Regions from separate parts of the Gossypium arboreum genome. Here region 2 is linked to region 1. A link is a contact called in public Hi-C data. All regions are on one chromosome and are shown on one strand. The core of a region is the stretch at or near the end of the contact, and the rest is flanking DNA. Distances in the headings are between cores, read along the strand shown.

The links. A called contact is a pair of places that touch in the nucleus more often than the background predicts.
Region 2: a contact with region 1 is called in a Hi-C map of leaf, with 6 times the contacts expected there. The contact joins the promoter of LOC108461713 here to the promoter of LOC108482583 in region 1. A contact is called at or near these places in 2 of 5 Hi-C or Micro-C datasets (both in leaf).

Annotation. Positions count from the first base shown.
Region 1 is chr1:28,502,009-28,508,883 of ASM2569848v2, reverse strand. It overlaps LOC108482583 (probable F-box protein At2g36090), which reads left to right and starts at 5,602. Exons shown (of 1, transcript XM_017785714.2): 1 at 5,602-6,875. The coding sequence starts at 5,625. The coding sequence ends at 6,818.
Region 2 is chr1:28,818,466-28,825,475 of ASM2569848v2, reverse strand. LOC108461713 (subtilisin-like protease SBT3.5) reads left to right here and starts at 4,409. Exons shown (of 10, transcript XM_017761633.2): 1 at 4,409-4,638; 2 at 4,749-4,840; 3 at 4,928-5,025; 4 at 5,105-5,260; 5 at 5,331-6,001; 6 at 6,076-6,167; 7 at 6,255-6,497; 8 at 6,587-6,701; 9 at 6,794-6,986. The coding sequence starts at 4,552. TRNAS-UGA (transfer RNA serine (anticodon UGA)) reads right to left here and starts at 1,455; the gene lies at 1,374-1,455.

The DNA of each region.
Region 1 (6,875 bases), core at 4,353-6,852:
GCAAAATGTGATTATTTGCTATTTAAGCCACAACCTTGCCTTTCCCTCGGTCAAAGTCTATTCCTCGTCCCTTTTGATCTAAAATAGCACATTTAACTCATTTAATACATGCACTATTCAATTCAGTCCAAAAATCACACTATAAAAAATTACAATTTTGCCCCTAAAATTTTACAAAATTACAAAATTGCCCTTAGGCTCGTAAAATGAAAAGTACTCATTTTTCTCATTATTCAAGCCTAGCCAAATCATTTTATATCTTATACCAACCCACATTTCTCATTTATTCACACTTTTACACATAGTTTTTACAACTTTTACAATTAAGTTCTTTTTATGAATTTCACCAAAAACTACCTAGTAAAAGTTATTTATCACACCTCAAACTTTCATATTCTTCCAATAGACATCAAAGAACAAGCATGTCATTCATGGGTTTATTTTTGGACATGAACCCTAGCTCAAATTAAGGGTAGAAATAGCTAAATCGAGCTACGAGGATTTCAAAAATATAAAGAACATTAAAAACGGGGCTAGGATGCACTTACTTTGAGCTTGAAAGATGGAAGAAACCCTTGCTATGGCTTCTTGTGAAATTCAGCCAAGGAGAATAAAGATGGACATAATTTTTGACTATTTTTCCCTTTTAGTTTTTTTAATAACTAATGGACCAAAATACCCTTCCATTAAAACCTTAATATTTTATTCCTCCTATGTCCATTTTTGTCCATAATGACATATAATGGTATAGTTACTAAATAAGGACTTCAAATTTCAAGTCTCCTCACATTTAAGCCCTATTAATCAACTAGGAAACATGTTTTTCACTTATTGCAATTTAGTCTTAATAACTTAATTGAACACCTTATCGGTAAAATTTCTCGTTGATATTTTCACATAGTTATTAAATCACACAGTAGACCTTAAAACTTTATCAATAGGAACATTTCTACCTCAGATTTTTGGTTTCAAAACCACTTTTCTGTTTAGGTCCTAATTCAGGATGTTACAGGTACCTCGCCTGGAATTGTTAATGGCTCGTAAGTTTTCCAACATTTCATGGAAACAGTGTTTGACGATCTCATACCCTATCGAGAAAAGTGAATAGTTTATTCATAATGCTTGGCATCTACTGACGGGTTAAATATAAAACAATTGAAATAGTGGTGAATACATACCCATGTTAAACCACTTGTGCATGCTGAGCTTCAAAATCATGCTGTCCATGGTAGTTCGCTGCAACATTTCTTAAACAATACCTATGGTATGTGTGATTCTAAAGGCTTTCCAGTCGTTCAATTGTGGTCAGTATTCCCAGTCCCCTATTAAAGATGATACATATATCGAGTTGAGGGAAAACATGCCTCCTCTAGCTTTAAGGAAGAAATCCCAATCGGTTGCTGACTCCTCTGGCATTATTGCAAAGGCAATTGGCATGATTTTTTGATTGCTATCCTGTGCCATAGCCAATAACAACTGATGCATATATCTCTCGTGCACAAAGGTACCGTCGATATGTACCAATGACTTACAGTACTAGAATACCTATCAACATTGCTTGAAAGTCTAGAAGAAATGATGTAACACTCGACATTTGTGGATCAAGAGATCATTGTAGTATGCAAGCATTGTTTCCATACTGGTTACGCAAGTTGGAACATACTTCTTCAGTACCTAACACCGCTGTCACAAATCATTGTACGACGTGTCCCATCCATTATGCATCTTCTTCAATGCCTTCTTCTTTGTGATCCACGCTTTGCGGTACAATGATATGTAATCAAACTGGCTACGAATATTTCCAATTAAAACTAACACAACAATCTTGGAACTTGTTTTCACCATAGGTAGAACTTTGTTCGCGATCATCTCCGAGTCCAATTTCAGATGATCCCATGAAATACATGAAACAACAAAAGTATGTTAATATTAGAAATTCAATACCCCAAATATAAGACAATCTTGATGCAAGTACCTGCGTCAATACAATTATCTGAAGCGATATATTTCTTTATGGTCCACAACCTCGTCTTCTTCTTAATAGAAGCTATGATTTTTCATGCATATTTGCTATTTTGCATTGCACATTTTGCCTCGAACTTGTCAGATTGGAATTTAACAACGTGGAAGTTTGCGCCATTCTTGATGTTGTATCACTTCATTGCAGCGAAAAAACCATCTTTAGAGGGAAATCCCTTCCCCACTTCTAAATCACTGGACTCTAATGAAGAACTCGTATGGCCCGGTCTTTTGTGTGAGAGTTTTGCAAACTCTGACCCATTTTCTATTGATAGGTCTACATTATGCATATGGGTCGGAGGTGAGTATGCTCTGAACAGTGGATCGTCTTCGACATCTTCGCCCAAACCTTTATCGTTTGAACCTCCATCTTTTAATTCAGTTGGAACCAACTCTGGTTCAAAAAATAAAACAATTTCTAAACAATCAACCCTGGGCTCCTGGATTGGATCAGCATTGCAATTAGTGCCCTCTTTATTCTCAAATCCATTAGCATCTTTACAGTTGGATGTTCCTTCGCCGATGGATGTCACAAGGAGTACATCATCCTTTCTTGTATAGTTGTCGAAACAACCAAAATCACTTACTGATTACCAGCCATTAGAACTTGATGCCACTCCCGTGTAAGTGTTCCCATCGTTAAACCTCGGCTGTCCAAAGTTCAAATCAAAACAACCAGCTGAATGTCATATTGGGGTCCAATATTCTGTGTTACCTTCAAACCCTAACTATTGGATGTTTTGCCTATCACGGTTGAAATCTAAGGCTAAAACCGGTGAGTGTCTTCCCATTGATGATTGTAGGATATCATAATATGAATTTTCTAACAAAGCAGTGAACCCACCACACAACTGTGTCGTTGGACGTTCGGCTTGTTCTTCTGTTCTGGCTCCTTTAACTGGAACATATGTTGACCTTCGAGCGCCTTCATCTGTGTTTTCAAACTTCACATAACTCGAGTATTGGTGATCCACTAGCAATATGCGTTTGCCCTATCACCTTCGACCCCCATATGCCTCTAGTATTGAAAACGTCATATTTGACGGGGTCGACTGAAACACAAAATCGATATTTCAGTGATAATACTCTCATCTGGTTGGATCCAATGAATTTTTGCCTAATTTTTCCTCACATCTCTATCAATTGTATGTTCGGGTTAAAATCCAATCGCGTTGTATTCTCCGATAAAAAATGACCCTATTCTTAGTGTCACAGGCTTCACCGTCGTAATAAACAATAGAATTAATTTCTCCACTCATTTTCAATGAAATAACCTGTTCCACATGTTCAAAACAAAATCATTATGCAGAAAAATAATGTTGTAATTATATATGAATAAAAATTGATCCTTACTTTATGCAATTGCATGGTTGCTCCAAATTATACCTTATGAAATGCCTTGTGAACTTTCTCTTCTTCCGATTCTTCTTGCAATTTTGGTTGTTCAAAAATTCCTTATGCCACTCAATGCTAAAAGCCATCCTTTTATAGAGTGTGGGTGAGTGGCAATTGATTCAGAAAAATTTCCTAGGTAAGTGGGAAGTTTGCATGCGTTGAATTTTGTAGAGGGAAAATGCCCCACGTAGGACGCGTTTTCAATGCATTTTTCTATAGTGCATTGAAAACGCGTCCTACGTGGCATTTTCCTTCTACCACTTTCAACTCCTACAATATCTCACTCATCCATCAGATATCCCGGGATTCCCGGGAAAATATTTTCTGAAGAAATCTGATCGACCTCAACCCCTCGTAAAAAATTGCACTGAAAAATCTAATCGACCTCAACCTCCGGTAAAAAAATATGATCAAAATTCAATTGCATTTGAAAAAAATAAAAAAAATACAAACTAAAAGTTAATCGAATCGAGTAGTTCGAGTTTCGATTTTGAATCGAATTAAATTTTATAATTTGAATAATTCGAATATATGATTGGTGTAAATATGATTTTTTTGTAAATATTAAATTAAATAATTATTAAAATTACATCTCAAAAAATTATAAAAAAATCTAAAGAATTATTACATAAATTGTTGTATCGATTTTTGTGACTAGCAATAGAACAATGAACAACAAACAAAAACTAAAGAACACCAAATATGTTTATGCAATTCGTGAACCACCTATGTTAGGCTTCACTCAAAGTTGAATCCACTAAAAAAGCTGAATACAAGTGCTAATTTAAGATTAATCAATCCATGGATTATTGCAACCTTTGTCTCCTACACTTCATGTAAGTTCTCTCAACACTCGACCTCTCCTATTGAAGTTGGTAAAATCACTCTCAATCGATGGACAGTTTTCTTTCTATTTACACCAGTGAAATGGGTTCCCAAGATGAACTATGTAGTGTTTTATTATTTCCTCCACAATGGAGGATGAAGCTTCCATTAAAATACTTCAAGCGCTATCGTAGTGATAAAATATCCTTGAAATGAGAATAAGATAACTTTAAAATTATATCATATTGCTTGATATCAATTTGTCAATCTTGTCCATTAATATCCTCTTAATAAAGGATAGTAAAAAGTTCATAAATCTTGAACTTAGAATAAAAATCAATCTTAGTATAAACAAATCAAGATTACCGACAAACAATTTTGCACCAACATATTATAGTAGGGAATTCCTTCAAATTCTTCACTATTTTTAATAAAGGAGGAGAACTGTGTCTAACAGAAGATTAGGGTCCATGTCCAAACTACTTGAAACTAATGCATTGCCACTTGGCAAATTCAAAGAGCTTTTGCCTTGAATTTCACGTATTTTGGTTTCCTTAATGTTTATGGGCAACTATTGTACCTAAATATATAGAAGCCTTTAGCTTTGAATCAATTAAACTGGTTAATTGCAGTTTTGCTTCTAGTTAATGAAATTCGTCCACAATAAAGAGCTTCCATTTCTTTCACAATAGTGCCAAAATGTTGGGCAGCTTTCCTTTTTCGTCCGTAACAACCATTCCCCACGAATTACATGAAGTTCTATGCAACCAACATTTTGATCCCATTCTCTCAACCCTAATAATATAAATTATTAAGACTATTTAATTATTTGATGATATCTTAAGAATGAATCAATCAAATTAAGTTAAAAGTTGATTTGTTTTTGTTAACTAGCATATAAATTTTTATATACTTAGTGAACGTTATGACACTTGTTAACAAATTTGATTACCTGTTAAAAAAGTATTAATTATAAATTTATATACTAAAGCATCCAACACTAATAAAAATTTAAGATGGATTTTTTTTTTGAGCTGAATTGATTGATGGATGATTAGGGAATAATATGAATAATAGCACAGATGAACCTCTCACTTACTTTCATTTAATATGATAAATGACTTTTCAACTTCACAAAGCCATCACTTAATTACGGGCTTAGGCAGTCTAGTATAGAGGTTACAACTTAATAGCTTGGACGAACCTAATGGTGTTTTCCATTTAAAGAATTTGGCTGTTTGAACTTGGCAAAGTTTCAAAGTTGGCAAGCCAACCCTGCAGTTGGCGGTTCACTATCTTTGGCCTAATTGTGGATTGTCCCACGGATTTATGGAAGAAATTTAAACCCTGTAAAACGCGGCTACTGACTTGTATCACGTTGGTCAATGGTGTGTTTCATGGTCATACATCATCTCTATGGACGGCTAGATGGGTCAAATGACTGTTATATAAACAAGTGGGAGCGTATCCATAGTAGGCAAAAAAAAAAAAAAATGATGGAGCATTTGAAATGTGATTTGAAGTGCTTAAGCAGGGATATCCTAGCTGACATCATGGCTCGACTAGATGGTTCAACCCTGGCCTCAGCTGCCTGCACATGTTCTGACCTTCGAGGCATAGCTCGAAACCAAAGGTTATGGAAGCAATTGTGTAATTCCACATGGCCTTCCACTGCACTCGACGAAGCCCAACACCTTATTTCATCATCAACGGATGGTTTTCGCAGATTCTATGCTGATTCTTATCCTCTTATTTCGAATGATCACAAAGATGCCAACAATTACTTTCCTATACAACCAACCCTTATTTCCCCGTCTAATTTTGCTTTGTTTATAGATGTTTATTATAGAGAAAAATGTATTACTTCCAGTGTCTTAGACGGCATACCAATGGAAACCGATTTCGGCCAAGATGATGACACAACAACTGGTCTTATGAGTTGGGTATTGAACTGTCCATTCAAAGTGGTACCCTCAGATATTAATGATGAAGATATCGAAGACGGTGACGATGGACATGACTTCATATCACTTGTGGGAAAAGCAGATGATCGTTGCAATGAACTAAAAGAAGGGATTCGATTAAGTTGGGTGTTATTAGACAAGAAGAGAGGAAAAGCTGGAAATCTATCAAGCTGGAAGCCATTGTCGGTGAAGAAAATATGGGCTTCCAATGGTGACTATATTCTACATTTTGGGTGCATTATCCCAGTCCAAGAGAGACTACAACTGCCTCACAACTTGGCCAAGTGTCTTATAGTGGCAAGATGCAACATAGAGGAAAAACATGGGTATTTGAGATCGAAAGAGGTTAGTATGCACATTGAGGACACTAGTGGAGCATATGTAAATGGTGGCAAGAGTTTAATCATCTTGAACCAAGCTCTATATTGCTCACGAAGTAATAATCGTCATGCTGTTAAAAAGGGTTACATACAATTTGAGGGACGAAAGCAAGAGATTATAAGGAAAAAGAAGCTCGAAGAAACCATGGCTGATTGGCTTTGTATATCTTTTGAAGTAGTAATCCTCTTAATTTTAGGGTACCGAATTTTACCCATTTATTATATGGTCCAATGACAACTTAAGTAACCATTGCAAAGCACACTGTTTCTAGGACAAATAATTATTCATGTT
Region 2 (7,010 bases), core at 3,160-5,659, 320 kb before region 1:
ACTTTTTAAAATTGTTTTATATAAAAAGAACAATATAAAAAATTAATAAGAATTGACCGGACGTAAATTTTAATATTTTTATTAGAGCCGGATCGAAACTTAAAATTTTGTTGAGGCCCAATACAGCCTAAGATCACCTTTACATGGAACACAAGATTCATTTAAAGGATAATGGGCAAGGGAATTAATTTCTTTTTGAAGTTTATAATTGTTATTTTGATAATGATATTTTTAGATTTTATATTTAAGTTTTCTTTTAGGAGTGTAATGTGATTTACCACTCACTCTATAATATTTTTATTTATTAATTAGATGTGTTTGTACACCACAATGTAATTACAAAGAAGTGTAATTATTAAAATAGTAGTTATACATTATTGTAACTGAAAAATTCAATTTTATTTTCTCAATTTTCAAGTTTTTTTTTAAAATTGTTAAAATAATTAGAGTGCTCTAATTATATGCATATCTATTAATTTATACAATCATTCTTTTTATTTATTTAATGATGTATAAAATTAGCCTTTAATAAATTTAAAGTTTAAATTATAATATATACAATCATTTTCTGATCTCAACTTAAACTGAACAGAGTCATGCCTTGATGGTTAGAAATTCATTATCATTATTGTTTTCTAAATTATTTTGAATTTCAATGGATAGTCTACTAGATTTGATAAAAGTAAGTAATGCTATCAAGCGTTGAAAAATTCAATTAATTGAAAATTAATGTTTACAGCAATTTAATTTTGATAACTCACAAAAAAAAAATATAGAAAATGATAGGTAGATAAGAACCTACTTATCAATTAATAGAGAATAAATTCAATAGTTTTAATTCTATTAATTTCCTTCAAAATTATATTATCATTTATCAAACAATCAAATCAAATCATATTTAATATTTAATTTTAAATAAAATACTAAACATGTTTTATGAATTAAATTCAACACTTATATTTTTAATTTATCAAACATAGCCTAAAATTTAATATTAAATTTGCGACATAATCCCAAATCAAATATACCTATTTTATAAAAAAAATATTATATCTTTCACGTTAAATATTTGACATAGAGCTCTTAGTATTTAATATTTTTCTATAACTAATATTGTTACTTGTATATAATCATCAATGAATACAACATTTAAAAATCATATATTAATTTAATAATATTTATACATAAATTATTTACAATTCCACTTATAATAAATTTTAAAATAAAAGATTTTTACATAAATTCAGTAAAAATAACATGAATTTGACTTTTGTTGGGGTCAAAGGTATTAAGGCCCAGGAATTTCAAGAGAAGGACTAAGGATGTTAAGGCCCATGAATGGAAGTCTAAGAAGGAAAAATAATAATAAAAAGCGTCGACAGCAGGGTTCGAACCTGCGCGGGCAATGCCCAACAGATTTCAAGTCTGTCTCCTTAACCACTCGGACATATCGACAATATGCATTGTTGATTTATACTATAGTAACATATGAAATTACTAAAGTTAGTCCTACTAGACAAAATTTAAAATTTAGTCACTGTGCTTAAAAAGTTAAAAATTTAAGTTGTTTTACTTTTATGATTTAAAAATATTAGTTCAATCATTAACATTATTAGTATTTCTCATCAGAATTTGAGTACTTGACATGTTGAATAGACTGACTCATATAACATTGCATATGATTGCCAAAATACGAACATGTTAAATTGATAAATTTTGAAAGAAATTATAAACCAAAAATAATGATTAGACTAGAAATTTTAAATTAAAATAGTAAAATTGATTGAATTTTTAACATTTAAAGTACTTTTCAAATTAAAGTTGTAGTATTGACCTTTAAAATAATTAGCTAATTTCGAAAAGACTTGTTTTGGATGGATTGTTGTATTGTGAATAATGGGAAATTACTTTCAAACTTAGGCCTTGTGGATAAATCAATTTTGAAATTGTTGATGAAATTGGATAAGATTATATATCTATTCTCATGGGCAAATGAGTCAGCTCAAATTGAAAATTAGTGGCCAAGACCACAAATTCTCATGGGCAAATGAGTCGGCTCAAATGGAAAATTGGTGGCCAATACCACAAATTTTACAAAATTATGCAGATGAAAATTAAACACTTCCACTCTTTTTAGTTATTCATTGAAAGGAAAAAAAAAGGGGATTACAACTAAAACAAAGTTTAAATAATTGTACTGTGCATTGTAATGAATATTTGATGTTCGAAGATTTGTGGGTACAATAAACTATCTTATAACTTTGTGATGTACAAGATGGGTCACCATCTACTAGTGCATGATTGTATCTCTTCATCTTCACATTGATTCCATTTTTAAAAGTTGGAATAGGGCAACAACTGGTCCATAATGAGAAAGTGGGGTTGTTTATGTTGCTTTGGATTCTTATTCTTTTAAGTTGTTAACGTCCAAATTTTTTTTTTTTTTTTTTGTTATACAACTCACATTCGTATGATAAGTTACTCAATTATCACACAAGTACACCATACACAGATGATTTTTGCGACTTGAACTCAGGATGGGAGTTTAGAGGTGAACACTCAATGCTAATGCTTTTTGAGATATAGATATGGGAATATATAGAGATGTTAGTTATGGACATTATCAGCATATCACCTCCAACTTGTCAATTCTCTCACAACAACTTTCTTCAAGTCCTCCACTCTCGTAACTCCAATTTGTCAACCCTTTTTTACATCTTTAATCGTTGTGTATTGCTCAATTGCATTGGTTCCTTTCCTCAAAGCAGTGCTTTTTTTGTTTCCCTTTAAAGATAGTACCTCCAGAGAAACAAGAAAAGAAAAGAAAAAAAAAAAACTAGCAAAAGCAAAAGCAAAAGCACCACTTTGAAAATCATGGGCTTGGAATCTAGAAAGGATTTGGATAGGGTCTACATTATTAGGGAGAGTCCAAACTTTCAATCATTCATCAACCATTCATTGGAAGGCTAGCAGATAATTATACAGGTTTCCGAAATCTATACTTTTTGGAAACAAAATCAATTTCATTACAACCGGGTTTAGTTTAGTTGGTTCATGTAGACATCCTGATGCGAGCTCAAAGCCCATGAATGTGATGGGCTTACACTACCTTAAGGCCCAATAACAAAGTCAAAGGTCAAGCAATTCAAATAAATATTTGATCAAAGACAATATGTGAGGATGAAACTTTTTGAGGAGAGAGGGAACGTAATAAGTGAAATTTATTAAAGTCAGTTCAACCAAAGTGTCAATTTTCAAGCTAAAAAGATTAGTCAACTTGCGACAGATATTTTTATGGGATCTAGGCATTGATGTCTACATAACGTTTAAATACCTATCTCTTAGTTTCGAAACGCACTTTGAATCACTCGATTTCGAGTCCAGGAGTTTAAGTTATGACCATTTTAGTGAAGACTGCACGAGCAGAATTTTTGGACGGGATTATTACAGAAATTACGCATTCTAGACTTTTTATTCGAGTTTAAATCTTATTAGACTTGAGTTTCAGGCTTAATTTTTATTATATACGATCCCAATATTTTATTTATTAAGTTTTATTATTTATTTATTCTGAGTTTTGGATAATTTTAAGTATTTTAAGTTATTTAGGAGTTTTACGGCAACAAGACAATTTAGCTTAAAACTACTTGTTGTTTAGATTAATTAGAATTTTAGTATACTTGAAAGTTTTATTTAGATGTATTTAGTTAGCCTATAAAAAGGCCTCTACATTGTACACAAGAATGAATTCATTTATTATTCAACGACTTTCTCTCTTGAGTTAATAAATTCTCTTTGAATTTTTTTCTTGAATTTTGTTTAAAAGAATTTTAACAATCTTTTTAGATTGTGGGAATCATCTTCAAACTTTTATAAAATTGAGTTTATTGTGCATTAAAAATTATTTATAAGATTGGTCATCATATACCATAGAATAATTAAAAGCATAAAGTGTATGTCTTGGCCTACAGTAATACCAGCAGCTTTAACTAGAAGGAAAAAGATATAGGATAAAGTAGAGAAAGCTATCATTTCATCTTTTTAGGAAAGTTTTCCATATAAAAAGTGATATTGTCCAACTTTATGGAAAAGTGAATAAAAAAAAGTTATGTTATTAACATACTATTCATGATTCCCAGTTTCATATGATTTACACCGTGAATTAATTTTTACTCAATCATCTCTAAAGTCCAAACCAACAGTGTCTATTGATTAAACATAAAGATCACAAATAAGTGTAGGTGTAGTAGTCAGACACATTAAACATCTAAAGAGGAAATACATGTTCGAACATTGAAAATGAAATTTTTGAGAGGGATAATTACGAACCATGAACATAAATAGTAAAATAAACATAAAGAATATAAAAAAAAAAATAAAAGATTGAAAGTGTGGTCTGAAAAGTATGTTCCCCACTTTCCACTTTGTGTTGGTGAAGCTTTGCTCAAGGATACAGGGATAACTAACTTATTGAAACTCCTTATATGTTGTAACAATAAACAAACTTAGAACTGGAAACTCTTTATATGTTTTTTCTTATAAGATTAGTTTATGGATACAAAATTAAACTTGTTTGTTGTTCTCACTCTTGTTTCAATTCAATTTTTGTCAACTTTTCCAAAGGCTGCCATAAGCAATGTAAGCATATATCTGCATACAACTTCAGAAATTAAGTCAGGTGTGGCTTTTATTTTATTTTGTTTTATTACTTAAGTTTGGTGTTGTGCACATAAATGCCAATGTCACAGGTGCATATTGTGTACATGGGAGAGAAAGAAAATGAAGATCCAACTGTTACCAAAATGTTTCATTACAAAATGTTGTCCGACTTGCTTGGAAGGTATTCTAAATTTACATTTACACTAAATTTCAATAAAAAAAGAATAACAAAAGCTTTGCTCCTTTTTCTATTTTGGATGAATCTCAGCAAGGAAGCAGCAAAAAGTTCAATGCTTTATAGCTATAAACATGGCTTTTCTGGGTTTGCAGCCAGGTTGACAGATTCTCAGGCAAAAGAAATTGAAGGTGATATAATTTCCTAGCTTTTGTTTTATTTTAACATCTAAAACTTTAAAAACTAAGAAAAATTACTTACAAATTGCAGCATTTCCTGGTGTTGTCCAAGTGATTCCTAATCAAGTTCACAAGTTTCATACAACTAGAAGTTGGGACTTCATGGGGCTAAATGATCATTCTACAACAAATCTTTTAACTAAAAGCAACATGGGTGAAGGAATAATCATTGGAGTAATAGACTCAGGTAATAAATAAATCTCTACACTTACAAGGCTCAATATAAAGGCTGATAAATTTGGAAACCATGATTGTAGGAGTGTGGCCAGAATCTGAGAGTTTCAATGATAGGGGTATGAATCTAATTCCATCTCATTGGAAAGGTATATGCCAAGAGGGACAGTTGTTCAACTCCTCAAACTGTAACAAGAAACTTATCGGAGCTCGATGGTTCGTCAAAGGCATCTTGGATCAAAACCAAACACCTATAAATATAAGTAATGGAAAGGATATTCTATCAGCAAGAGATAGCTCAGGGCATGGTACTCATACAGCTTCTATAGCAGCTGGTAATTTTGTAGTAAATGCAAACTATGAAGGACTAGCTGCTGGTTTGGCTAGGGGAGGTGCTCCACGAGCTCACTTGGCAGTTTACAAGGTTTGTTGGTCTTTTGGACATGGAGGGTGCACTGATGCTGATCTTCTCAAAGCATTTGACAAAGCCATACAAGATGGAGTCGATATCCTATCGGTGTCCATCGGCCTTTCTATACCTTTGTTCTCTTACGCAGATCAACGTAATTCGATTGCAATTGGTTCCTTTCATGCAACTGCAAAGGGCATTACTGTAGCTTGCTCCGCAGGGAATGATGGTCCTACTGCAATGACAGTTGAGAACACTGCTCCTTGGATTATCACTGTTGCTGCTACTACCATAGATAGGGCCTTCCCAACAGCCATTACACTAGGAAATAACCACACCCTTTGGGTAAATCTTAATTTAGCACTAGATTAATCAAACAATACAGTCCTTTTTTCCATAATAATCTTATTGTCTTGCAGGGACAATCTGTTGACACTCGAATGCATAACCATGGATTCACTGGCATTACATTCTCTGATCGCATTGCCTTAAATGATAGCGATGATTCAGCGTTAGGCCTATCTTTTGATCTAGTCAAATGATTTTTCATATATGTTATTTTTTCATACATCTGGTGAGATACATTTACTTTTTCTAGCCTGGGGTGCAAGCGAGGAAGTCTGAATGCAACATTAGCAGCAGGACAGATCATACTTTGTTTTTCACAATCAAGTACTCAGAATATATTTAGTGCTGCAATTTCAGTGGCAGAAGCAGGAGGGGTAGGGCTTATTTTTGCGCAATATAGGAGTGATGGACTTGAGTCATGTCATTATATACCATGCATTAAAGTAGATTATGAAGTAGGAACTCAGATACTATCCTATATAAGAAAAGCAAGGTATACATAAATTAAGAAAGTGAAGAATCAATAAATATAGTATGACTTTAGCACTTAAATTCCTTTACCTTTTCCACCTCTCTTTTAAGGTATCCAATTGCCAAGTTAGGTATTCCAAAGACAATTATAGGGAAATGGGTATCTCCTAAAGTTGCAGATTTCTCAGGCAGAGGACCTAGTTCAATTTCCCCAATAGTGCTAAAGGTAAATTTAACAAGCTATAAACTCCCAATTCCATCATTCTTCTTTTAACTGCAGTAAGAATTAGTTTTCCTTTGTCTAATTACGATATATAGCCCGACATAGCTGCACCAGGCGTGGACATCATAGCTGCATATATACCATTTGGCGCAAAAAAAAGTAGTAAATTTGCACTACTGTCAGGAACTTCAATGTCTTGCCCCCATATTGCAGGCATAACAGCTCTAATCAAATCTGTACATAAGAACTGGTCTCCAGCTGCAATAAGATCAGCTCTAGTCACCACAGGTGAACAAATTTTACTTCCTATAT